Linked DNA regions of Mus musculus: all the other regions are linked to region 1. The links are chromatin contacts, called in public HiChIP or PLAC-seq and promoter capture Hi-C maps. All regions are on one chromosome and are shown on one strand. Each heading gives the region's core, a stretch centred on a gene start, on an enhancer-like site or on the middle of the called end of the contact. The rest is flanking DNA. Distances are from core to core; before and after follow the strand shown. Region 1 holds the start of Ccng1 (cyclin G1). Region 2 has its middle 94 kb from the start of Gm34644. Region 3 overlaps Atp10b (ATPase, class V, type 10B). Region 4 has its middle 90 kb from the start of Atp10b. Region 5 has its middle 57 kb from the start of Atp10b. Region 6 overlaps Atp10b (ATPase, class V, type 10B).

Evidence for each region. Promoter capture Hi-C pulls out the DNA fragments that hold promoters and counts their contacts. HiChIP or PLAC-seq counts read pairs in DNA pulled down with a chosen protein or histone mark.
Region 2: an H3K4me3 HiChIP or PLAC-seq map of pro-B cells shows a contact between it and region 1, with 10 times the contacts expected there. The contact joins the enhancer-like site here to the promoter of Ccng1 in region 1. A contact is called at or near these places in 6 of 39 promoter capture datasets (the C10 cell line, embryonic stem cells, frontonasal cranial neural crest and 3 more) and 2 of 115 datasets of contacts at active chromatin or transcription factors (astrocytes and pro-B cells).
Region 3: a promoter capture Hi-C map of second pharyngeal arch cranial neural crest shows a contact between it and region 1. The contact joins the enhancer-like site here to the promoter of Ccng1 in region 1. A contact is called at or near these places in 8 of 39 promoter capture datasets (the 3T3-L1 cell line, cranial neural crest, frontonasal cranial neural crest and 5 more), 2 of 484 Hi-C or Micro-C datasets (myocytes and reprogramming fibroblasts) and 5 of 115 datasets of contacts at active chromatin or transcription factors (acute myeloid leukemia, astrocytes, embryonic forebrain and 2 more).
Region 4: a promoter capture Hi-C map of hippocampal neurons shows a contact between it and region 1, with 8 times the contacts expected there. The contact joins the enhancer-like site here to the promoter of Ccng1 in region 1. A contact is called at or near these places in 10 of 39 promoter capture datasets (the 3T3-L1 cell line, the C10 cell line, cranial neural crest and 6 more) and 3 of 115 datasets of contacts at active chromatin or transcription factors (astrocytes, embryonic forebrain and large pre-B cells).
Region 5: a promoter capture Hi-C map of hippocampal neurons shows a contact between it and region 1, with 1.9 times the contacts expected there. The contact joins the enhancer-like site here to the promoter of Ccng1 in region 1. A contact is called at or near these places in 10 of 39 promoter capture datasets (the 3T3-L1 cell line, the C10 cell line, cranial neural crest and 5 more) and 2 of 115 datasets of contacts at active chromatin or transcription factors (pro-B cells and stem cell-derived neural progenitor cells).
Region 6: a promoter capture Hi-C map of 3T3-L1-derived adipocytes shows a contact between it and region 1, with 9 times the contacts expected there. The contact joins the enhancer-like site here to the promoter of Ccng1 in region 1. A contact is called at or near these places in 11 of 39 promoter capture datasets (the 3T3-L1 cell line, 3T3-L1-derived adipocytes, the C10 cell line and 7 more) and 4 of 115 datasets of contacts at active chromatin or transcription factors (astrocytes, embryonic limb bud, forebrain and 1 more).

Annotation. Positions count from the first base shown.
Region 1 is chr11:40,752,631-40,756,817 of GRCm38.p6, forward strand. It overlaps Ccng1 (cyclin G1), which reads right to left and starts at 2,656. Exons shown (of 6, transcript NM_009831.2): 1 at 2,371-2,656; 2 at 1,178-1,438. The coding sequence starts at 1,438.
Region 2 is chr11:42,965,250-42,969,883 of GRCm38.p6, forward strand. No RefSeq gene overlaps it. Among named protein-coding and RNA genes, the nearest start is that of Gm34644, 94 kb to the left of the region's middle. Within about 2 kb of position 3,177, at least 6 of the 459 cell types and tissues checked have an H3K27ac peak or open chromatin away from gene starts, as enhancers often do. A contact at or near this core is called in pro-B cells, where this site is marked.
Region 3 is chr11:43,261,839-43,266,215 of GRCm38.p6, forward strand. Atp10b (ATPase, class V, type 10B) reads left to right here. Exons shown (of 23, transcript NM_176999.3): 23 at 1-447. Among named protein-coding and RNA genes, the nearest start is that of Gm12146, 40 kb to the left of the region's middle. Within about 2 kb of position 2,198, at least 55 of the 459 cell types and tissues checked have an H3K27ac peak or open chromatin away from gene starts, as enhancers often do. A contact at or near this core is called in second pharyngeal arch cranial neural crest, where this site is marked.
Region 4 is chr11:43,057,579-43,062,115 of GRCm38.p6, forward strand. It overlaps a transcript of Atp10b not described here. Among named protein-coding and RNA genes, the nearest start is that of Atp10b, 90 kb to the right of the region's middle. Within about 2 kb of position 2,078, at least 11 of the 459 cell types and tissues checked have an H3K27ac peak or open chromatin away from gene starts, as enhancers often do. A contact at or near this core is called in hippocampal neurons, where this site is marked.
Region 5 is chr11:43,091,065-43,095,112 of GRCm38.p6, forward strand. It overlaps a transcript of Atp10b not described here. Among named protein-coding and RNA genes, the nearest start is that of Atp10b, 57 kb to the right of the region's middle. Within about 2 kb of position 1,252, at least 20 of the 459 cell types and tissues checked have an H3K27ac peak or open chromatin away from gene starts, as enhancers often do. A contact at or near this core is called in hippocampal neurons, where this site is marked.
Region 6 is chr11:43,182,298-43,186,697 of GRCm38.p6, forward strand. All of the region lies in intron 4 of Atp10b (ATPase, class V, type 10B), which reads left to right. Among named protein-coding and RNA genes, the nearest start is that of Atp10b, 35 kb to the left of the region's middle. Within about 2 kb of position 1,429, at least 50 of the 459 cell types and tissues checked have an H3K27ac peak or open chromatin away from gene starts, as enhancers often do. A contact at or near this core is called in 3T3-L1-derived adipocytes, where this site is marked.

The sequences.
Region 1 (4,187 bases), core at 1,406-3,905:
AACCTGGAGCTGGAAATGCCAGATGGCTAAGGGAATTAGAATTTTTATATATGGGTAGTAATTAAGAAATACACCCTAATTCCTAATCCACAACCTAACATTCAGACTTTAACGGAGATTTAACTTTAAATCTATGATGTGAATAGATGAGTGGAAATATCCAGTCTATCAAGAAAGGTTTTGATTGGGGCTAGTGTGGTGGCTCAGTGGGAAAGGCGGCTGATGACCTGGGTTCAATCCCCAGGATCCGTATTCCTGCAGTGGTCCTCATCTCTACATAATATTGCAGCATGGGTGTGTCCATATGCACACAAACACACACAAACATACAAATATATGTAAGACAGTTTTTAAGAAATTTCTATGTTTTTGTTTTTTGTTTTTTGTTTTAATTTTTATCTTTTGAAATGGTCTCACTGTGTATCCTTGACTGTCCTGGAAGTCACTATGTCTACCTGGCTGGCCTCGAACTCACAGAAACCTGCCTGTCTTTGCCATCCGAGTGCTAGGATTAAAGGCATTTCACCAGGCCCTTAATTTTATTTTGATTATTCCTCTGTGTAAGGGAGAGTTAGCTAGGAGGGCGTGTGTCTGCCCTAGTGTATGTGTGAAGGTCAGAGGACAGATTTGGGGACTTGGTTCATTCTCTTCACTTAAGTGTTCCAGGGACAGCACTCAGACTTGACTCTCTGAGGCCTGTGTAACAAGTACTCTCTGTGTTCAGCTACTTTGCTGGCTCAAGACAGTTTGTTACATAGAGCCAGCTTTCCCGCTACTGGAGTACTACAATTAATGGCTTGATGTTAAATTACTTTCTACTTCAGTATACAACTAATAAGTGATGTTTTACAAGTCTTCATTATGGAAAGGAAGCATTGCCACATTTGAAAGTGGTTTTTGTATACCAGCCCTAATCCAGAAATTTGATGGCTTTTTTTCCTTTTTATTAATTTGATGTGTGTGTGAGTGTGTTTGGTACATTTGTGCATGTGCCAGAGGAGGCTAGAAGAGGGCCTCAGATTTCAACTGCCCACCTAGCTGTTGGAACTTAATTTAGATTTTCTGGAAGACCAACATGCACTCCTAGCTACTGAGCCATTTCTCCAGCCCTCTGCAATTTGATCTCTTAAACACATGGAGCGAAATTAAGAGCTGAGATATTGTAACATAAACATACCTTCATTTTAGACAAGAATCTGTCCAGTAAATTCACAGCTAGGGAAAATGTCTCCGTGTCAAAGCCAAAGAACTGAGTTAGACTAAGTAGATCTTTTACTTCAAAGTCCCGTAATCTTGCAGTCATTCTGAGGCCATTATCATGGGCCGACTCAATTAGTTTCAAGCCGCAGACCTTTGGCTGACATCTAGACTCCTGTTCCAACAGGGTGTTCAGCTGGTGTAGCAGTTTCTGAGAGTCAGTTGTCAGTACTTCTATCATCTATAAATAGAACAAACCCAGAAAAGAGCATAAGAACCCTGCCTGGCTATCTCTGCATTGTGGCAAAAAGTGCTTTATAGTGCATGCCCCCTCCACCCCCCACCCCATTTCCATTACGTCTAAGACGAAGACACTGCAAAGCCAAGGTCTGTAAGTATTTTTACCTTCTCCCAGTAGGTCACATTCCTAAATTGTGAGTTTGTATAGGACATAAACTATGGCTTAAAAATTTTTTTTCTCTACTTAAGCAAAGACTTCTTCATTGTCAGTACATGCCACAAATAGATACTGCCCCACATGATACACCCAAACTAAAAGTCAAATGATAGTACATACTCTGCCATATATGTTAACAACGTGAACCTTAGTTCCTTACCTATGAAGTAGAAATACGATTATTACCTACAATCTCATAGCTCATAGATTGGGTAGCTTAAAAGGAGTCACACAAACCGCTTAGCACACAGGTGCCCATTTATTTCCAGGTAATGAGCTTATTTTTACACCTGTGAAATGAGGGTGACAACATCTGTTTCTTGGAGTGGCTGTGAATAACACACGATATGACTCAGTGTGGCACGGTGCTTAGCACTCAGTGCTCCGAATAGTCTAACGCCATTTAAAAACCAAAAGAAAAAGTTAGGTGAAGCTGGGGAGTTGCATTGGTGGAAGTATGCATTACACTTCCTCTGAGTCCTGGGCACAACCTAAGCCCTGGATACAGAGGACGATTCTTCCCTGGGCAGTTTAAAGATGTGACAGGAAGGTCGTCTTGGTGAGGAACCACTAACTCAGTTCAGGGGTGCAGGTTGGGACTGGGAGGCATGACATAGGAATACCGCTCCCGCTGCGCCTCTCTCTAGGCGCAGACTAGCCCGGGCTTGCGTTCCGGAGTGCAGGGTTCTGAGATCCACCCCATAGTCCCCTCTCACCTTGACAGCCACGTCTTCACCACGGTGACCACCCACCCCGGGCCTGCTCTCAGCTCGCCCCACGTCCCCGATCCGACAGGCCTACTAAGGGGACGGACTAGGGAGTGGGGGTCAAGTGAGCAGAGGCCCGGGGAGGGGCCGGCGTCCCGGTGGAGGGTCCCTCAGCGCCCTGACCAAGTACTGCCTTCCTCGGGGTCAGCGCGCAGCGAAGGACTGCGCCGGGCAGTGGGGGAACAAGCTGGAGACCTGGCTCTCTAGCTGGGACGCATCTACGTCGCTGATTGGTGTGGTTCTTTTGATGGATGGTCTCTGAGGAAGCTCGGCCAATCAGCGCACACTTCCCGTTGTCCAGACTTCAATTCTCCTCCCCTTTCGAGCCACGCCCGACTCTCGCAGCCTCTCTCATTGGAGCATTTCCGAACTGTCCTTCCTTAAGCTGCGGAACTGAGTGTTCAGTGCCAAGGCTTGCCCGGGCAGGTCTGGCCTCTATTAGCCAGATTGGTCTGGGTAGCGGACCAGAATGTACTGTGAGGGTTTTTGTTTTGCATTGTTTTGGTTTTTGCTTTTTTCCTTTTGTTGTTGTTCACTGCAGCTCAGTCCCCTCTTTCTAAAAACACAATGGCAAGTTAAAAAAAAAAAATGCTTTCGTTCTCTTTACAGATAATGAGATGGTAGGCTTCTCTATAGTGTTCTCTATAGGCTTCTCTAGAGTGTTCTCTCTGAGTTTTAGGAATCAGTTCATCGTTATCTTATTTTGTTTCTTGCAAAACTTCTCAGATGTTACAATGATGTCAGAGTATGTAGTTTCTTGGTCCTCTGCTAATTTTCTGAATTTGTTCTTGTAGCACCCTCATACTATCATCAGTGACTTAAAATGCCATATGTCTGGCAGAAAACAGCAAAGAACAGTGCCTGGAAAACCCCATCTGCAGTGAGCCGAATCTCAGGCTTCAGAATAGGGTGTGAAGGAACATTATTCTTACAAAATTAATCTCTATAAGCCTCTTCTCTACCAGGTTAACGGAAAAATAATTATCCTGAACTCTTGCTGGACTCCTTTCGGGGGTAGCGGGGAAGGGCATGTCCTCAGGAGCAATGCACAGAGAGTAGGTTCTCAGCTCGCATGGCTGCAGTGGGGGTGAGGGTGAGGAGTTGGGGTGGTGACGGTGGTGTTCAGGATTTTGTCCATTCCAGTACATCTCATGAAAATAAGAAAGAGCCAAGCCGGCTGGCCGTCCATAACGGTCATTAACTAGATACAAGTGATGTTTTATTTGAGACAGGGTCTTTATGTAGTCCAAGCTGTCCTGGAACTCCTTAGCTATGTAAACTAGGCTGGTCTTGAACTTAGAGATCCACCTGCCTCTGACTCTCCTAGTGCTGGGATTAAAAACATGCACCATCATGCCTGGCCTTTTCTCTTTAATTAAAAAAAAAGTTTTAGATTTTAAAATTATATCTGGGGGTGTTGGTGAAGTGGGGAATGTATGGCACAGGAATGTGGCTACCCTCAGAGACCAGAGATGTTGGATCTGGCATTTCAGGCAGTTAGCTGTGAGTTGACCAAGGAACAGTATTCATTTGGATCCCTGGTTCTGTAAATCTACAAAACCAGTAATTTATAAGTGCTCTGTGGTGGTGTGAATAAAAATAGCCCCCATAAGTTCATAGAGAGTGGCACTATTAGAAGGTGTGGCTTTGTCGGAGAAAGTGCTTCAGTAGCAATTGGCTTTGAGATCTCTGAAGCTCAAAATCAGACCTACTGGCTCATTTGCTCTTCCTGCTGCCTGTGAATCCAGAGGCAGAGCTCTCAGCTC
Region 2 (4,634 bases), core at 1,927-4,426, 2.2 Mb after region 1:
ATGTACCAACCTATTGGGTAATGTGTTGTGAATGTGTTAGATCATTATAGGTCCCATGGGTGAAATACAGTAGAAAGAACAGGTGGTTCTAACAAGTACACCATAGCTATTTAGTGGAGGAAAATGTTAAAATTGTTTATCATCTTCAGTCCTTGCATGGATGCTTCTTCTTTTCAATCATAAGCTGAATCCCTTTCTCCCACCCCAGTATCAACACATTTTTTAACTATGCATTATTTAACTCTTCAAATGCCCAATGATTCTCCATTTTCATGGAATATTAACATCTGCCCTAGATTTACCCACACATTTGTCAAAAATTCTTGTCACTGAGTATGTGACAGTAAGAGCATCACTGGGGACCCTGAGGTCAAGAGCAGAGAATTTTTTCCATAAGGTCACATAGAAAATCTATTCCAAGAATAGCCTGAGAATCTAACAATGAAATGAGAATCTAAAACTGCCCTAGTTTTTTTTTTCCTAAAAAAAAAAAATGCCCAAAATTTTACCTCATACTTAAAAGAAGAAATGGGTTCTATAAAATACCATCTCGTTTTTTAATCTCACAAGTGTAAATGGTAATATGTCTATTTTTAGTTCCATAATTACACCCTTTGTATATCTGTAGAATTGCTTACACACTTCACTCTCTCAGGAATCAGTAGAAGCTGATCCATCTTGGGGAATCCCCAAATGATGCAGACTGAGATCTTGGTTCTCTTACCAGCTGTGTGGCCTTGGGCAAGTTCATTTTTACCTGAAGAGATTTTTCATCATCAAAATTTGGGGTAGCAAAGGGCTCTTTCCTCTGGCCATGAGGTTAAATGATATGGAATTCATATAGGACAATGCTTAGGAGACAATGAGAGCTCAGAAATCACAGAAATCAGGTTCAACAAGTTGTCAGTTTTCCCAGTGTGTAGAAGGTTCTGTTGGGAAAGGAAGAAATGACTGAATCATTTCTTCCTGAAGCAAATATTTGAATAACTACCATGAGCTTCCCCTTCAACCCTCCAATCCCACAATTCCTACTCTCTGCCAAAATATCATGTCTTGTCATAGGTCATTCATAGTCGCTGGAGGAACACTAATATCCTCAGCCTGTGTGCTTTCTTCATAGAACTTTTCACAATTCAGCCAGTTTTGTATGATTACACATTTACTGATTGTTAAGAGAGGTCTAGACTTTGACTGTATTCTCATTATAAATTCCTAGCATTGACCCAACATTGAACAAAACAGGTATTTTGAAAGATTTCTGTTATTTTTTAATTGTGTGTGTGAATGTGTATATATGTGTGTGTGCATGTGTGTGTGTTTGTGTGTGCGTGCGTGTGTGTGTGTGTTTGTGTGTGTGTGTGTGTGTGTGTGTGTGAGAGAGAGAGAGAGAGAGAGAGAGAGAGAGAGAATTTTCATGTGTGCAGGTATTTGAAGAAGCCAGAAGATTTCCTGGAGAAGATGTTACAGGAAGTTGTAAGCAGGCCAAAATAGGTATCAGGAACTGAACTCGAGTCCTCTACAGGACCAGTAAGCATTTTTTAACTGCTAAGCCATCTCTCTATCCCACAAAGCAGACATTTCAACTGTAGACAGAGAAGGATGAATCCCCATTTCTGGGTACTTCTTGAGAAAGAAAGCATAAATCTTCATGTGAACTGATTCACAATCAAATGCATGAGTGTAAGGATCGTTAAGTGAGATTTATAAAGCTTCTCTTTCTAATCACATCTTATTTGGCTAAATGTAAATGGGTACCAAGCATAGAAGAGGAAGGGGAGAAATGACAGGAGGTAAAAGGCATGGGGGCTGCATGGTAGAAGGTGGTACTTGAGCAACAAGCACATTTGCAAAGCACTCCTAGGGCAGCCCTTTTCTCCGAGTTAGAGTGACTCTTACTAAAAACAAGTCCCCCTTCTGAACTGAATGTCAAGAAGACTAACAAGCATGCTGTGATTCGCACCTGATTTCTTCCCTGCCATTAGAACATCCCCAGCTAAGCTCCTCTCATTTGAAGAATGAAGAACTCACTATTTAGAACCAAGTTTATAACAAAAAAAAAGGCAGAGGGGAGAATCTTCTTTTATCTATTATCTTTCTCTCCTGAAAGGTGGAAACCTTTTCAGAGGTCATTTCTGGACCATTTTCAGTGATAATGTGTAATATGTGTTCATCAGTGATGTCTATGAAAATGTAGGAAAACATAAAAGAAAGTAAAACTTAACATGCTGTGTTGATAACTACTGATACTTGATGTGTATATTTCTACTTCATGGCACATGTTTGAGTGAATATTGAAGAAAATAGTTGTTAAAAGTGCTTTTATTCTTAACGGTATACACTGAATGTTTTTCATGCCAAATAACAAATTTCTCCCACATTATATTTAGAAACACATAATATTAAATGTAGTGTTGGGAACACATGCATACATATACATACATAAATATACATATGGAGAGTGGGAAAATAAGGAGAAACATTGGGTAAATTATTTTAAAAGAGATATATGGAACTGAAGTGCTGAGACAGATGAAACCAGATCCAAATCCTCATATTGCACTTATAAGAGGCAAGATACCAGCCTTGACCCTGTTGCAGAATCATTTTGCTCTTCTGTCAAATGACAATAGGCATGATTGTAGTTTCCCATATTGGTGTTAGGGATGAAATGGTCTCATTAAAACTTTTAAAGCCAACCTGGTCTGCATAATAAGTTTCAGGCCATCCAGTGCTAATACAGTGACACCCTATGTCAACAATATAAGAGTAAAATAGGGAAGTGTTTGTCCTCACATCAATTAAGTAATTAAGTAACACTTACCAAATAATGTTAGTAGTATATATATAATAGGAATAAGCCAAGTAGATCAGAGGAAATTTGAGGAAAGGAAGAAAAGAAAGAACAAGGCTTGTGGGGTTTAGGAATGTCTTATCCCTAGAATGAGAGACTTACACAGTTGTAAGAAGACTGAGGAAGGGAAGGAGGCTCCAGGGGAGGCAATGCTACTGACTTTCTGGAAAGTCATGGCTTCTTACCCACAGCTGTGGATCTGTGGGTTGTTACAGCAAACCAACAAAGGCCTGTAACAGCCACCAAAGGATCTTCCTGACTGGGCTAGAAAGCTTGTCTGGGTAGAGAGCCTAGTGTGTCAAGGATCACTGGCCTCTGGCCTCCAAATCAGGGAGCCATTTTTAGACTGAAGCCTTTGAGGAAATGACCTCACAAGTTCCTCTTTCAGAATTGCCAAGGAAGAAAATGAGATTCATTATTGTCTCCACCTACAGAAACTTGGATGCTGAGCGCACCAGCTAGAGAAACCTGGGTTTAGCAATTTTTCTGTTGATTTTATCAGATTGTTTAGGTTTTAGCAGCTGTAATGAAGTAGAACTGCCATAAAATAAACGGTGCATATTGGGAAGATGATATTCAAGTTTAGGCATATACAATGAACCAGAGCCCAGATCAAGGAACAATAATCACCCCTCCACTGTTCTTTTGTACACTTAATTACATTTTAACTCCTTCCTACTATTTTCCTTTTGAGATAGCTGTATTGTTCATCCATTTCACACATTTCAGTGAAGGTTAGAGACCTTGATTTTATTTCCCTTGTGAACTGCTTTTTCTGGAAGGAAGGTCTTATAATAATTTTCACCATATCTTACTGAAGATTTTGTTACCCTCTTGCCCCAATACCAATCAACTTCTGTAAAGGTGGCTGTATCTCTTTTTTGCATTTTTAATGTATGTGTTGGTATCCACAGTGCAAGTGTGGAGTTCAGAGGACAGAAGCTAGAGGACATCTTGTAAGAGTTGGTTATCATCTCGTGTCATGTGGGTTGCAGAGCGGTAACTCAGGCCATCAGGGTTGACAGAGAGCCTCTACCCACTGAGCCATCTTTCTGCTCCTCACACAGTTGTGTCTTTTCAGATGCAGTACTGCAGATTCAAGTGTTATAAGTAAAATTTTATAAGAATGTAGCACAGGCACTCTCATCATCAGTGCATGAATTTACAGCTGTCATATATTCTTGCTAAAATAATCTTTTAGTCAACATGTAATGACCTTTGTCTCTTATTCGTTTTTCAATGTTATTAGCTCTTTCAGAGTTTCATACGATGTGTTTTTCTCATTTTTGGTCCTTCATCTCTTCTAAGAATCATCCTTCTTCCCTATCATGTCCTTTATTTTTTTTTAAACCCAACAAGACTAATTTGTGATAATCATATACTTTCTGCATGTGTGGCCTTCCACTCCAGAGTGGTCAACTTACCAGGGGCTATGTTCCTAGAGAAAACTGTCTCTTCCTCTCCTAGTGGCTAGCAATAGACAATAGTTCTGAAGCTAGGTGTGGGACTTTACAGCTAACTCTCCTTTCAGTGCTAGGATTTTGTCGGTCTTGGGCTTGCACAGATTTTGTGACTGCTGTCATATCTGTTGTGAGTTTTGATGTGCATATGCTCTGTTCTACCTAGAATTCCAGGCTATGTCAATGTCTAACTCTTAAATGCTTTCTGACCCCTCTTCTGCAATGATACCTGAGCTCTTTCTCATGGCCTTTTATTTAAAGTTGTCCTTCTATGATAAATGCATATCTGGTTGTTCTGATTATTGGTTTTCATTTCTAATAAT
Region 3 (4,377 bases), core at 948-3,447, 2.5 Mb after region 1:
ATGGGCAGTCGGCAGTAGTAACAGAGTCTCACCCCAGAAGGAAAAGAGGGGATAGGGAAAACAAAAGATTATGCAAGCCCCCAGCCCTTCCTGAAGCCCGTGCTCTGCCCAGCACTCGGATGCTGCTCTTTTCTTGCTTACCAACCAACTCCATTTGCTTGTGATGGCCCCATTTTTACAGTTTTCCACATGCTGGGGAGCCTAGGCCAAGCTGGTCACAAGTGGTCACTTACTCTTGCCATTCTTCATGAACCAAACCAACTGTGTGACTGTCTGATGTGCCACCTCACTCAGAGGGAAGCTCTAACATTGCCTCTGTAATATAATGCTAGTGACTGTATGTAGTACATGTTATATGTGTATAATCTTTTTACTGATAGACTGGAAACATGTCATCATTTTTTAGAAAGAAAAATAAACTTGGTTTTTCCATAGATTTCCTACCAATCTGAAATCCTATTATTCTACCTATACATTATCATTACTATTATCATGAATATTTATTCATTTGTCCTTCTTTGTACTCAATTATGTATCTATCCAAGAAACTTTAGTAAGTCTCTACTAGATAATTTTCAATGCAGCTTGGGCCTGCCATCACTTGTACCTACCTTCCCAGGTTTCAGGGTGTTAGGAATACTTGGCCCAGTGTGAAAGTGGAGCACAAACTATATCTCTGGGCTACAAGAATTGAAAGCGGCACATGCAACATTATTCAGGAAATCTAACGCAACTACTTTTTCTCTTGTGAACCTAGCACACACCCAAAACCTAGGCTGACTTGGGCTTTTCCATCCATTGTCAATGTGACTGCTTACAGCACAAACATGAGGATATGAGTTCAAATCCTTAGTGCCTACCTAAAAACCTATGTGTAGGGTGATGCACTTGTAACCCTAGTACTTGACAAAGGTGTGAGGTGGGCAGAAAGGGGAAACTCTCTGGGATTAGGTGGTTGTGAACCTAAGTTTAGGGAGAGCACTTGTTTCAAGGCAAAGAATGGTAGAAGATGGATATCCAATCTTCTCTGTCTTCCATGTGCAGAAATACCACACATCAAACACATGCACACACACACACACATGCATCGGGTGGGGGGGGAGAAACAGAGACACACACACACACACACACAGAGAGAGAGAGAGAGGGGGAGAGGGAGAGGGAGAAGGAGAGAGAGAGAGAGCAACAGACAATGGCCTGGGATTATGTTGTCCTAATAACTGTATTGGGTTACTTTAGTGCGTGCTAGACTCTGTGCATCACTATCTAACACCACAGCAAATATGTTGTCCTAATAACTGTATTGGGTTACTTTAGTGTGTGCTAGACTTTGTACATCACTATCTAACACCACAGCAACCCTGCAGGGTAAAGACTTATCTAACCTGGCTCAATAGCTTCAACTGCACCACCACTACCTCAAAGCTCCATGCATTGGCCTCACCCTTACTTTGCCTGATGTCAATGGAGCTCACATGTAACTGGGACCCCAGCTGAAGAACTGGTATCTTCCTTCCTGCATGGTTTCTCATCATTGAGGAGGCCAGCTAGGTCTGGTCACATGGTTTCAGAGGGAAAAAGAGTTGCATGAGCTCATGAGATCTATGCTGAGAACTTGTATACTTGTTGACCACCAGGTTCCATGGAAGCAAAACACTTGTTTCAAAAATATTCTCTTATCCTCTCATGAGAAGCACTGTAAAGAAACTGAGTGCCATTTGCAGTCATTCATCCCAACCTCAGAGAAGACAGTGAGGTAAAGAGAAGTCACATAAAGACACAACAGTCCCATGGTTAGCAAGTGGTCAGGTGGTATTCTAACCCTGGGAGTCTGTAAGCAGTGTCTGTGTACTTAACCAGAGATGCATGACTCAAGATAAGACCAGGGGGGCAGATGGGGAACCAGAACCACATGACATTCTCCTGAGAGGCAGGGTTTCATAGTGGTGAGGGCGCCCTAATTTCATCTCAAATCTAGCATAAGGCAGCAATGTGGCCTAAAGAAAGACAATTCCATACCATGTAAATCTGGGCTGCAGTCCAAACAAAAGTAAGTATAATATCATCATTTAGGGGAAACCTGAAATACTCTTTACACCGCCATAAAACATCTCCCCTGCAGCCCTCTCAGACTCCAAACTGGGCACCAAGTCAGACAGATCCCTGTGGAATGCTTTCCACTGGAAGCCTTCTGCTGCCACCTAGCCGGATAGAAGGAGGTACTGCAACTGGGGTTATGCAGGGGTGGGAGAGCTTCAGGCACTGGAATCCTGTTGAGGACATTGAGTCTGTCTGGATCTAAGAACTGGAGCCCAGATTTCAAGTCTTGGTGTTCTGGTTTCTATGGTGACTCTAAACAAATTCTTTCAGGAGCTTTTCCCTAAAACTATTCTTCCCAGGTTTTCCAACCTCTCCAGTTGGGCCCTCAATTGGTTCTAAAAGCTATTTGGGGAGGCTGGCTATGGTGTAGGACTGTTCTTGGACAGATCTCAAGCCTGTGGTCCACTGTGCAGCTGTATCAGTCTGTATCTCATGCACACATAAACACAGAGAATAGAAAAGCCCATAAAGACATCAGTTTCCTGCTCTGCCCCTGGTGCTCTGAGTACAACATCCTGTGATGATACTGTGATACTGCCGTCGGAGAGATCATGAATGGGGTTGGTTTTCAGGAGTTGAGTGAAGCTGAGGAGGCATCAACCCTTTGGGGGAAAGGTAACAAAACCTCCAATCCCTTGGAGGACCTTGACTGACTTTTTCAGATCAGTACATAGATGTTGAGAAACTGTTGTTTAAGGGGATCCATAACGAAGGGTCAAGGCACTCAGCCCTTCCAACTGTCAAGAGGGAAGCCAGAGCAAATGCATACCTTTCTTTTACATAGGTCCCCAGGCACCTCAGCAACCCTACCAGCCACCCTCAATAAACATGGCTGCTTACTATGTGAATGAAGCACAAAGCCCATATTCCCATGCCCCTCCAAACATATTATTTCCTCAAAGTCATACCTCTGTAGATAGCTGAACAGACACTCTCTCTGCAGCCGTCTGTAAGAGGGTTCACCCCTCACAGGAAGGCCTGAGGGAAGGTTCCACTGACATAATTGTAGAGAGACTAGCCAACCAAACGCCTGACTGAAATCCAAAGAAAGTATTTTCCTACACTTCTTGAACAAATGATTTTAATTAGGGTGAGTTATAGGTGAGTGGGTGAGTGGGTGTTTCTTAAAATTACCTTGGCAGTGGCTGCAATGCTGAATAAAATGACTCTCCCTTACCCAGCAACCCTAATTACCTACCAACATAATTACCCCTTCAGAGAGGGGTGGGGCCTTGTCTTAGTCACTGTTCTATTGCTGTGAAGAGACATCAATGACCAAGGCAACTTTTAGAAAGGAAAACGTTTAATTGAAAGCTTGCTCACAGATTCAGAGGTTCAGTGCATCGTCTTCCGTTTGGAAGCATGATAGCAGACATGGCCTTGGAGCAATAGCTAAGAACTACATGGTGGTCCGGAGACCAAGAGAGACATTCTCGGCCTGGGTGTGGGCTTTTGAAATCTCCAAGCCTACCCCCAGTGACACACTTCCTCCTATAAGCCACACCTCCTAATCTTGTTCAAATTGTGTCATTCCCTGGTGACTAAGCATTCAAAACTATGAGCCTGTGGGGCCCGTTCTTATTCAAACCACCACAGTCCTCATAATCTTCTCTGGCTCATAATGTTAAGGGGCCCAGTCTTGCACAGGAATTAGGCAGGTAATGGAAAATGATTTTGGAAATGCCATTTCTCCTGCAGCTAACCTGTGTATTCCCACAAATGAAAGGTTGTTATTAAATGCAGATGATGAAATTCAACAGAGAGACAGATAGCTGTGTCCAGGGTCATTCTGCAATGTGTAAGCAAGGCTACGATCAGAATACTGCTCTCCTGACTCCCATCTTCAACTATTTCATCAGCCAGAGATAAAATACCAATGCTTTCCAGAGCTGTTTGCACAGTTTAAAAGACATCCTCCCACAGACACTAATGCAAGCAAAACACCTATGCACATTTAAAAAAAATAAAGATTGTTACACCAAATGACAATTGCATAGAATAACTTGAGGCCACGTGATAAAGGACAGAAGAGAAATCTGTCTGAGTAGAACTCTGTGTGTAGTGCTTTGAATAGGAATACCCACAGAGGCTTGTGTATTTGAACACGTGGTCCCCAGTTGGAGGCAATGACTGAGCAGGGCTGGACTTGCTGGAGGAAGTATTCATTGAGAGTAGACTTGCTCTAACCATCATGCCTGCCTCTCCGCCATGATGAACTCTTCCCTCTGGAACCATGAGCCCAAACCTACTCTTCTATAAGTTACCTTGGTCATGGTA
Region 4 (4,537 bases), core at 828-3,327, 2.3 Mb after region 1:
AAAAATCTAAGTCTTGGCTACTGTGAATAGTCCTACAATAAACAAGGCAGTGTACCTATTTCTTTCTATTAATTTCTTTCCCTTTGGCTATATAATCAGTGCTGAGATTGCTGGGTAATTGTGTGGCTCTAATTTTAATTTTTCAAGAACCCTCCACAATGTTTCCCCCAATGAGCGCTGTATTAAGTACAATCCCACCAATTTTGTACAATGGTTTGTTTGATTCCTTTTGTCTTCTTTAATAGCCATTCTAATTGGAGTAATTCTAGTTGGGAGTAATACAGTGAAATTTAATTTGTATACCCTTAAAGATCCCTAGTGTTCAATATGTTTCCATTTACCTATAGCATTTTTGCATGCCTCCTTCTGAGAGGTATGTAATAAAGGGCTTCTATCCATTTTCAATCAGTTCTTTTACATTGCATTATATGAGTTCCATGTGTATTCTATATCTAAAGTTCTTGTCATCTCTACAGTATAGAAATCTGGCCTCCCATATTGTGGCTGTCTTTTTACTCTGTTATATATAATTTTCTGTACAAAGTCCTTATCGATAGATAGATAGATAGATAGATAGATAGATAGATAGATAGATAGATAGAATCCCATTTGCCTAAGTATACACATTCCTTTGTACAAAGAAATACATAGAGATCTTTTCTTCAGTTGCCTGTACTTTTATGATCTCACCTAAGAAATCCTTGTCCAGGCCAGTCTCATGAATCAGTTTCCTATGTTTTCTTCCATCATGTTGTATCTTACATCTGAGTTTTATTCCACTTGAGTTTCATATATGTGAAAGAAAGGGCTCCTATCCTTTGAGAATCCTGACTTTCAGTTGCCTATGCTTTTTGCAATCTGTATATGATCATGTGACCAAGGTTTGGCGAATGAGACAGAAGTACAAGTATAACATGGAAAAACTAGGACATATTTTTTAAAGAGTAGGGTTTTTTTTTCCTCCTTCATCTTGCTGCCCAAAGTGTGTGTGATGATTTAACCTCTGGTGATCTTTTGTGGTCAGAGAAATGCTAACTACACAGGCAGCGTAGCTGTGATTCTGTCAAATCAGACTAGTGGGAAACACTGGATGGCTGTCTATAGAATCTTCTAAGCAAATCATAATAAAAGTAATCATGCTTTGAATGCTTATGACAGTTTTATTTGGGACTTTCTGCCTCACCCAGTAACACTGAATCCTCACTAACAAAGGCAGCTCTCAAGGTCTACCTGGTTTTCAACAGGCACATCTCAGCCTCAGCAGCCCAAGCCATCACAGCACAGTGGACTTACCTTACAGCTCTGTGTCCCCTGGGACCTGACTTGGATGTAGTTGCTGACTATAACCCGAAGCCAGTGATAACTGCTTGGCTTTATGAAGTTCTGTCGAAATAGTAAGTGCTTGGAAGACGCCTAGCAAAGTCCCTAGCAGTGTTCAGATCAGTTCTTAATGTTAGTGCAACCACTCTACTCCTGCCAAAATAACCTTCCAAGGTAATAGTCACCACCTACCTCCGCTTGTTTCTGTGAGTCTCTCTATAGCATTTAATGAACAGGTCTAAGCATATGCAAAGTCACAGATAACTTAGGGTCCAGAGCCAATTTTTATGCCTTCTTTTCAATGATGCTAACTTTATGGCTTGGTCAAAAGTTATCTCTTCATTTTAGAAAGTTTAAATCATGATTAATTAATGTCTGTTTTGTATTTCTCACATACAAGTGCTCCATATAGGACTTGAAAAAAAAACATGTATTTTGGAGGGAGGAGGGTTCCGGATAGATGGATGGATGTATGGAAAATTAACTGTTTTCCATGGCAGCTTGTCAGGGATTTATTATCTTGCTACCCCTCAAAGGATCTGGTGCTCTACCTGCAGTAGGAACTTACCAAATGTTAGCTGGATAGGAATAAAGGACACAAAAGATCAGAGAGATAATCAAGAGCCCTTTCCACCTGGAACCTTTCTCCTTTCAGGGCATCCTATTGAACAGTATTATTGAGTAGAGAGGCAGGGAGTTGACAGCCACTCTCTGGACTCTCTCCCAGGGCCTTTTTAAAACAGGGAAGTTAATTATGGAACCAGATTAACAGTTTCTTTTTTGATACAGTCAAAGTAAAACCAGCAGGATGCAATTTAGCTCGTCCCCACTTTCCAAATAGCAGCAAATTTTCATACAAAACAAAGAGACACTTGAATTGCAAATTACTTAGAGAATCGCCTACCAACCCCAACGGAAGAAAATTTCTGCTACTTTCAAAGCCAGGCTGTTGCCTTTTCAGGTTTGCCTGTGTTTAGGGCTCTTCACAAAGGCCCTCACACTTTGCTGCTTCCCAGCTCGGCCCACAGGAAGGAGGAACAATTCCTTAAGGTGTAGAAGAATGCGTCAAGTCACCTCTGCTACTCAGCATCATCGGCTTCTCATGAAAGGAGGGCCATGAGGTGCATCCCATCCAAGGGCATCAGCAGAAAGTTCTAGTGAGGCAAGGCAAAGACACAGTGACTATAAAAAATGATTAGGCTGTAAGTATGTACCCTTGGAGGTGGGTAAAGAATGGGAGAAGCCATATGCCCCATCATCATTATCCAGGAATTTAGGGGGAGAAAACTGTTTAACTATTAAAGTTCTGAGAAGTCTGTGATCTGGATTATTAGTTGATACATTCCCGTTAGTTGTGCTTAATTAACAAAAGAAACAGAGAACCCAATAACTGGCTATAACCATAACCCATGGATCACCAGCTGCTAACTTGTGATCCAGCAGCGCTTCCTTATCTGATAAGACGTGGGAACTAAAGTCAAGGGAGGAGGATACTTGAGGAAAGATCACCAGTGACCAACTTCGCTGATAGTTCCTGCGTAGCCTGGTACATGATGCCCCAGCTTTCAGCTGCTTTTTGCCCCCTGAAGGAAACAGCAAAGCTTCATCTTTCTCAAATGTACTTACAAACCCATTTTTTCCTAATCTAATAAATAATGTATACTTTTTGAATGGAGTTTAGACAATAGAGCGGAGGATAAGGACAAAAATAAAAGAAAGCCACGCAATGCTATTTATAGAGGGACTGGAAGCTGAGATGGGAACCTGGCTATACTCAAGCTACTTTCAGATGCAGCAACTGTGGGGCAAGGTGGGCTTGGCAAAGATGGGCCATTCTCTATGCTTACACTTAGTCCAGCAGGTAGCAGAAATGAGCAAAGAAGACCACATGGTGAGAAAGGGCAAAAGAAGCCACCTTGCCCTGCTTAGAGATTGCAGAGACCACTCCCGTTTCCCCTGGGTCATCATGTGGGAAAGAAGGCTATAAAAACAGCCCCTTCAAGCTTTTTAAAATATGAAATCTAAAGTCTTTTAGTATAAAACTTTTTGACATTTGAACATAGATCAGTTTTTGAAACTATGAGTCAAATATAGTTCAAGCTGCAAGGTAGGGGACTGGGATGGTTTCTTCATGACCCTTATTCATGGTGAGTAAATTGGGCCCTGGGCAGGCCAGTTAGTGTTGTGTGTGATCATTTCTGTCACAAGTCAGCAGAGAGGCCTGGCACAGAGATGGCCAGGTCAACAGGACAAGATGAAGGAAATAAAGACCCATTATAGACTTAGGTCATCAATGACCTGGGAAGAGACATCTAGAGTCAACTAGAAGCAGACTACGTCTGGCCAGATCCTTTTGAAAGAAAATCTACTTGCATCTAAAGCCCTCATTTGTGTGTGTGTATGTGTGTGTGTGTGTTTGTGTGCATGCATGTGTGTGAGAGTATGTTTATGTAAGTGTGTGTATATTTGTGAGCATGTATTTGTACATGTATGCATATATATCTGGGTGTACATGAATGTGTGCATGTGCCTGTGTGTGTATACATATGCATGTGTTTGTACGTGTGTGATCTTTATCTTCTTAAAATGATAGACATGCTTTGCAAGACCACTCCATTTCCTCTGAAACAGAAAGGTTTTTAATGTTTTTAGTAGAAATAGAATTACATTACTTCCTTCTTTTTCCTGTCTCCAGCACCACCCAGCTATCTTTCCTAGAATCCCTCCCATGACCCTACTCTCAAACTGCTAACCTCTTTTTCTTTGATTATCATTTTACATATATGTGTCTGTGTATATGTGTGCATAAATATAAATAGACTGTGCTGAGTCTTTTGTTGTAAATGTGGCTATGCTTCCAAGACTGACCACATGTATGTATTATATATGTATGTATGTATGTGCATAAAATACATGTTTATAAATAAGTTCTGCTAAGTCTATTTTGTAGTGTGGTGTATGTCTTGTTATATAGTTTCAAGGCTTTGTTGCAAGGTTTCACTTTGCATTGGACAAACAATGACTAGGCTCATCCCTGGGAAAGGCCAAGTCTCCACCCCCTGGCAGTCATTAGTTGCCTGTAATTCTTTGTCTATAGGTAGGCATTTCCTACATGAAATTTTTCTCTTTACATGTTAGCATGTCTATTGGATACTGCCATTGCTCTGGTCTTTTTATACAGACATTTCTAGGAAAGGTGGTTTCACTGCAAGACAGA
Region 5 (4,048 bases), core at 2-2,501, 2.3 Mb after region 1:
TTCCTATGCCCCACCCTTGACTCAAACATCTTTATTTGTCTATCTAACTACGTATCTTTGAAAGCTTGTTTGAGTTTTCAGAGTCTCTTTCCTGACCAAGCCACTGTGAAACCCTGAGCCAGATAAGACAACAGTAAAGTGAAACATTTGCTCCCTAGCAACTATCGTCTACCATGGAAGTTAAGCAGGTGTTCAAAAGCTGCAGATTTGTTTATTCTGGGGAGAGGGGCATGTGCCATGGCTCCCGCATGGTGATCACAAGACGATCTCATGGAGTTAGTTTTTTCCTTCCACCACGTGGATCCTGAGGACTGGGGTCATTAGGCTTGGCTCTGATTGGCTGAGCCATCTTGCTGACCTTCACAGGTTTCATTGATATCAGCTTTCTCTACATAGAAAAAGCTGTTCTCTGTATTATCTATGAATCACCTTGCTAATAGAAACTTCAGCAGAAAATCCTATCTAAAAGATCATTTGATTAGTGTCTCAGAAATATGACCAAGGAGCTAAACTTCTGGCATCTTCAATTTTCTGTGAAGTGGGATTATTGCAAAGGTTTGAAGGCATATGCTCTTTAAAGAACCGAGTACCATAAAAAAATACTAATGCAGGTGATAGGATGTGAAGCAAGGCATACAATAGTTCAACCTGAATCGGTTTACTTTGTGACACTCTGTGCCTAGGTTTCCTCATCCTAATAATGGAGTCAGAAAGAACACTATTTCTACAGGTTGTTATGTGAGTTAACACATGCAGAACATTAATACCAGTTGCTGGCAAAAAAATGGAAATTCAATAAATCTTAGCTGTTATCATTATTATTATTACCAGTATAATATACACCATGCAATAGATATTGAATAAATGGTAAGCAATTTTTAAATTAAACTTCATTGGTATTCAAAGTCACTTCTCTCCCATATAGCTGCCCCATTGAATTCTGGTAAGGAGCTCCAAACAATCTTCAGATCACTGTGGGGATGACACCTTCCCCTGCCAGTTAGTGTGTGTTGTGCAGCAAAGTAAATAGAATAATAACCAATCTGATATTTTAATTATCACGCATGTCAGCGATGCTGCTTTATAAATCAAAGCTAATTGATTCCGAGCACTTGCTATTTCTTCAGCCCTCCTACCGGCTCGGGAGCAAGCCTGCTATTTTCTGTGTAAACACTGAGGGTGGTTCCAGAATGGTATTCAAAATCAGTGGAGTGCTTTTTACACGTGGGCAAACTCAAAGCCAGGAATTAGGAGTTAGCATACTCAGTTCCACCCACCCATGGTATATATCCAGAAGAGAGCATGATGCTCCTCTCGGTGATGTTTGAACAGCTTCACTTAGACTGAACCTCCAGAAAATGGTCCAAACTTTTGAATCAATTTTTTCTCCATATTCCCATGGAGCACTCGGTAATTTAAGTGGCTGTTACATAAACCTGTATGTTTGTCTGGATGCTTGATTTTCAAGCTTATGTTTGTTCACAGTAGATCTTGCATAGAAATGCAATTTATACAGCAAACCATGGGTGCTGAGAGATACAGGTTGAAAAAAAAATGCAACCGAGCTAGCTAGCAACCACGCAGTCCCCCTTACCATGAGCATGCTGGATCTGATCCCAAAGTATATGCTATGGAGAGCTGCCAGCTGTCTTCCTATCCCAAATCCACAGCCTCTGCTTTACAGAAGTGCGATCACTCAGTTTGCCCAAGAAGCTTCTCTATCAATGCATTTGCACATGTCAGGGAAAATTCAAATCCCCTTGACGTCGCAGGTTCTGCTTTTAAGCAGTTCAACCATCTGATTTTAAGCTTTTAAGCTTTTACATGTTCCAAACTACAAAACTCGAGGTTCTGGAGTATGGCTCAGTGATGAACACATAGTCACATGCTCAAGGCCTTGGACATGCTTCCCAGAACACACACACACACACACACACACACACACACACCTGAGTTTTACATTTTCAAAAATTCGTTTGCTCTCTGCTTTACATATGATGTGCCCCAATAAACTCATGTATGATGCAGCCCCAAACGCATGCAATCCACCTAAGCTACTGAAAATCACAGTGGAGCAGCCCAGCCCACTCTACAGAGCATCTGTTGTTCTCTCTAGTAGTCACGTGAATAACCCGGAGCTGTAGCTTCCTGCTGCTGCCCAGCATCATGAGAGAGCAGAGTACTAACACCACTAGTTTAGGAAAAGATCACAATTCAAATTGCACTTTTTAATGAATGAGTATTGCTTTCACACTATCTTAAAGTCAAAAATGGTTCTTCATCCACGGTAAAGGAAAGGCTGCCTATTAACAAGTCCTCCCCTACCTATCCTTCCAGTACTTTAGTCATTTGAATAATTTGGGGGACAGGGGAGGAGAGCATCACATTGAGAAAGAGATTGAGATGGAAGATTTGAAGATTTTTTTTTTTAATTTGGAAAAAAAATGAAAGAAACTTTGGAATTAAAGAGCCCCTATGGGCTTAGGATAAGGTTTGTTCTACAAGCTCTTTGCTCATGGGTCTAGCCAAAAAAGTTCATTTACCCCCCCACACCCCCCATAGCTTAAAAATGAAGATTCATGATGAGTGTGATAATTTATTCCAGCAGCCAATATAAATCGAAAATAGAAATCATTTTGCAAGTGACTGAGCAAGTAAACAAAGATGATAAACCTGTCAATGTTTACTGCTCATTCAGTCTTGGTTTGTCAAATCTATGGCAAACTTGCTCCTGTTCCACCCACCATGCTCAAGGCATATGAGCAAGGTGTAGGGTATCTGAGAGTCCCACATGAGCAGCATGCCAAAGAGCGACTACTAAGTCATCAATCAGCACTAGCATGTGATGTAGAGGTGCTCTGCCAGTTATCATCCACTAGATTTTACATAGGAGAAACCAGGCCAGAAAGGTGGACAGCTGGTCCAATATTGTACTGAAAGACTCCGAGAGGAGCCCCTCACTCAGGCCTCAGGACAAGAGCGGACACCCAAGAACTCACGATAGACCGAGCTTGTTCAAACCACATGAGGCTTTATTCGGGGAAAGCCAGAGCTCTGGGGATGACTCATATCCCACGCAGGGGTAGAGGAGTCGACCTCGAGAGGAAAGAGGTCCCAGTTTTTATAGGCCCTCAGTGGGGAAAGAAGAAGCGGGGGAGTACGGGATTTCCAGAGGGATTTCCAGATCTAAACAATGTCTATTCTCACGAAATGGGTATGGGAGGGGTACAAGGAAAGAGTCTGGTGCAGGTGTAGCAACTCAGGATTGGCCGGGCTGAGGTTGCTGGGGAGATTTTCTGACTCTTTCCCAGCAACCAATATCACAAACACCTGGCAATGGGCTTCATCAGTGGGCACACACATGGGTCAAGGAACGGTCAAAACATTGGCAGACACACAGGTTCAAGGAGTGGCCAGAGCATTGTGCACCTCTATTTTTCTAAATCAGTGAAGCTAGTTCTGCTAACACTGACATCTATCTTGCCAATTTCAGGGCTTCTGTGTCCTTTTACATTCTGTCAGGATCTTTCAGTACTGTTGGTTAAAAAATGATTGTGTATTTTACCAATACAACTCTTAGTTGTATTACACTGAGCATGCTAGGACATTGATAAACCCTGTTTGAGAATTCTTGCGTTGTTACGTCTATCTATGAAGGATAGGACATATTCAAAGCCGCTTCCTAGATCTGAATTTTTTGTAGAAGGTTGAAACTCTTGTAGTCCCTTGGGGCTGGAGAGATGGCCCGGTGCTTAATAACACTTGCTGCTCTTTCAGAGGGCCAGGGCTCTGTTGTCAGCTTTCAGATCAGGTAGTTCACAACTGCCTGTAACTGCAGCTCCAGGAGATCCAGTGCCCTGTTCTGGAATCCGAGGGTACCCACACACACACACACTTACTCTCCTGATCCCAGTATGCAATTCAACAGTTTTGAATTTTCATTTCCTCAGGTATAGGATAGATATGCATGGATGCTGCAAAATTCGATCAAGCTCTAATATGGTAAAAACCTAGCATATGATTCAGAACACGATGATAGGCAGAATAT
Region 6 (4,400 bases), core at 179-2,678, 2.4 Mb after region 1:
TATCTTCTGTGAACAGCTCAATATAGCTTCTCGAGTTGAAATTTATACTCTGCTTTTTACGGCCTCTTTTGCCAAAAACATTGGGTTTTCCCATTGTTTTCCCGTGTTTTTGTTATCTCTAACAAGACAGTTTTATACAGAGAAGGTTTGTCTTTACAGTGAATACTCCCTTAAGACATCACTGCCCCTCCTATGGCAGTTGTCCAGAGTTTATGCCTCATGTCACTTATTTATTTTTTCACTGAGTGTAGATGACAGGCCTTCTCTGTGAAGTAATGCAATGACATATTCCTGGGGTCGAAGACAAAATAAACACAGGCCAGGGAATAGACTAAGCCAATGAGTTCTAATCAGAAATTAATGACTGCATGACACAGTCCTTGGTAAACAACTCTACTAATATTTCTTTTGGAAATGATCCGGGGACAAAATCATTCTTTTTCTGATATTTTGTTGGAATGTCAAACCCAGACATTATAAGGAATATGTCACAGCAAGACCTTAAGATTTATTAGTCTTGAATTAAAACAAAAAACAAAACAAAACAAAAAAACCATAATATCCATCTACTTGGAAAAAGGAAACTCAACCTACAAGGAAGCATTAAGGTCCCGTTCAGATGGCCTTCCAGCCCAAGCCATGTTCTTGTATGCCAGTAGCTGTGGCAGGAAGACTGTCCAGATGACTGGGAATGTAGACTAGCCCCTCCTCCAGAGACAGATGGAAGGGATTACTCATCACACCCAGTGGTTATCTTGAAAAGGACAATCACCAACCAGGAACTAGAAAGTTTGCCAAGTGCCAGTAATTGTTAGTAGTTTCAGATAGGGTTTGCAGAAATTAGGGCTTCCTTCATTTGCATTCCAGGAAGGAAACAATGATTTATCCCAGCAGATGATGTATGGTGAACATTTGCTATCACGATTTAGATACCCTAGTGAAACACTTTTTTTTTCTTTAAAAGAGTGAGTGAAGAGGAATTCCCCAATTCTACAGTATTCCTCCTCACTGCTTTTTTAGTTGGCATGGTGTTCTGCCAGCCTTTTAACTCCTTTATGGCATGGCCCATTGATCAGATTAGGAGAGGTATCCCTACCCTTGCTTTGTTGGGCTAATCCAGGTCCAGGAATCTTCATGGTGGCCCCCTCTCCTGAGCACCATGAGAAAATGGACTCAGCAGTAAGCAAGCGTAGTGATAACTGACTCCACTCTTCTCTTTAACAGACATCCTCGGCTCCTAGTAAAATCTGGATGAATACATGTGTTCTGTGTTAGAGGAAAGGCCGGCTGTTTCCTTTCCTTCAATGAGCACAGAATTTCTAGATTGACAGGGGTTTCAAAATGATTTGAAACATGAATCCTGTACTCTAAGACCATATGACTGTGAGTCACTGTTACTTTATAGCTGTGTTTCTCAACCTTCCTAATGCTACAACCCTTTAACACAGTTCCTCGTGTTTTGGTAACCTCCAACCATAAAAACATTTCTGTTGCTACTTCATAACTGTAACTTTGCTACTGTTATGAATCATAATGTAACTATCTGATATGGAAGAATTCTGATATAAATGACCCCCCCCCATCAGTTAACCCCCAAAGGGGTCACAACCCACAGTTTGAGAACCACTGCTTTATACCTTGTGTGACTCCAAAACAAGTAGTAATGCTTTCAGTGTTCATTAACAAAGAAAAATACAGATTTAGCAAAACTACTGTGGAATTGGTGACCTTTTGTGGGAATTAATCATCTACCAGTCTTGATTAAAAACAGGAGTCTCTAAACAAAAGGGTGTGAGTATAGGAAGGTCAGGCGGGCCACACTGGTGAGAGTGAGGTAAAATGAGGGGCAGAGGAAACAATAAGCAGGATTATTAAACGTGTACAAAATGGTCATAGAACAAATGTAAACATTTAAAATATAAATGATTGGAGCACAAATAATTAAAAATAAAATTCTCACAAAATTTGTAAAGTAACACTACATCTATGTTACGAAAGAAAGTGTGCTGTGTGGCCATGGAGTGGAGTGACCACTACAGGGAATTGTGTTCTTTTCTTCACAAGTAACAGAATTCTGTGAGATGGTTCTAGATAATTGGAACAAAAGAGAATTGTAATAAGAATGCGGTAGGAAAAGGAAGGGAAGGAAGAACATATAATAAGGCTCGGTGGTTGAAAAGAAAGCTTGAGGATTTGGACTTAGAAACCACAACTAGGAATCCAAGATGACAGTGAAGGACTGAAAGGAATAATAAGTTAACGGTCTTGTGTGATTTTCCTTCCTGGAGTCATTGCACTCAGCTCACAGTCCCACAGTGGGACAGCATAAGAGGCAGGATGCCTTGACTTACGTCAAGATGTGAGCAAGGGATGAAGGGGCTACAGGAGCTTGTTTTGCAAAGAATATGGAAGAGGAGATAAGGAAACATGGAGCAGTGGTCTACTAAAATATCAAAAAGTGAAGCAGGGACTTGTTAACCAGTTTAATTGAATGACTTGATAATCCATTGTGAAAATAACATGATGGTAAGTAAACTTAAAAAAGTAAAACTGGAAGAACACGTAAGGGGTTTCCTGTCCTAACCTGTTCTCACTGTTACAATATGCTCCAGCCAGATTGCTTTAGATTGCATTTCCTGGTGGCCTTGACAGTGGCCAGCTTGCTGTATCTGAGATAAAGGTCAGCAAAAAGTAAGACAACACAGCCTGGGAAGTTATGACACCCTGACTTTTGGACCACTTTGTTTTGCTTTCAAAGGTACCAAATGGACACACCTGAGCAAGACTGGGAACTGGGTGTTGTTTATCGCTATAGTAATTGTTGTGTCAATACCCACTTCCTCCTCTCTGAATCTCTTTCCCTTTCCCCAAGATCCATGTCCTGATATCCAATAAATACTCAAAATCATGAAAGAGAAAAGAATGAATGCATGAGACCTCAACTTTGAAGACAGTTTTTATGAGTCAGCTGTTCTAGTTTGCATTCTTGCCATAGTCAAGACATGACCAAAAGCCGTTGGGGTTCAAAAAGAGTTTATTTCATTTTACAGCTTATTCATGATAAAGGGAAGTCAGGACAAGAACTCAAGGCAGGAATAGAAGGAGAGATTATGGAGGGGTACTGTTCACTAGCTTACTCCTCCTGGTTTGCTAGCTTTACTTTCTTATATATCCTAGGACCACCAGCCCAGGGATGCCACTACCCACTGTGGGCCCTTCCAAATCAATCAAGAAATGCCCCACAGATTTTCCCATAGGCAAATCTGTTACATGCCAACTATGAGATGATGTTCCGTTTATTCTCAACTATACACTTGCCCACACGTCCTAAATTTACATTGGGATCTTATTAGCATGTGCCTGACACAGGGAAAAATAGTCTGGCCTTCCCTAAAGCCCTGCAGAGACATATACCCTCCTCTGAAAGAGGGTTATCTCTCCCTGTGCTTTGGTTGCAGTCAGTGGGACTCTCGTCAAAGAGCAGCAGCTTATGGGGGAAGGGGGGAACAATTAAAAACAAGAATCTGCTTAGATTAAGTTTATCCATGAAATAGAATAATCTGGAGGGTGGTGAGATGAGCCCTGCCCTACCTGGGAGGAGAATCAAAGTTTGCTGAGCCTGGTTGATGTTAGATGGCCTGGTAATTACATACATCCTTTGGCAGTCACAAAAGCTTCCCTGGAGGAACCACATCTTGTCCTTACGGGAAGTAGGGCCACGTCGTCATGTTTAGAGGACACAGTATTGGGGGTTTGAAAGATAGTTCAGTGGTTAAAAGAGTGTGTACCGCTCTTGCAGAGGACTTAAGTTTGGTTTCCATAACTACAACAGAATGATCACAGCTGAATGTAACTCCAGCTCTAGGGGATAGAACACTTTTCTTTTTTTTATATCTTAAGGGTATCTTCACTCACATGTATGTATCACATACACATACTTTAAAAATAATAATAAACATTTGCAAAAGCAGGGCTCTTGTGTCTTCTGCATCTATTTTGGAGAGTGCAAGAAGAAACCAAGGTAGCGAGAGAGGGAAAAACCAGCCCTCCACAAGATGAAGACAGAAGAGCCATGGGCAGTGCCTGGAAAGAAGGAGTCAGAGAAAAGACACAGCAGGTTTGCTCTGAGCAAGAACAGGGCAAGAGAGTCGACCTTCACCATGACCTTGGCCGGAGCCCCACAGGGCGTGATTCAGGGGCAACAGGGACTCTGAGCTGCTGCAGGATTATTAGCTGCCACTCCTTTCTGAAACCCAGCAGTGATCTGAGTGGTATGGGTCAGGACCAAAGCGCATGGCTTAATCAAAAGTGCAAAAGCAGCCCACAAATTACAGCATGATTTGTCATCATCTCCGGACTCACTGTTTGTCCCTGAAAGAATCAATACCTGGAGGGACAAG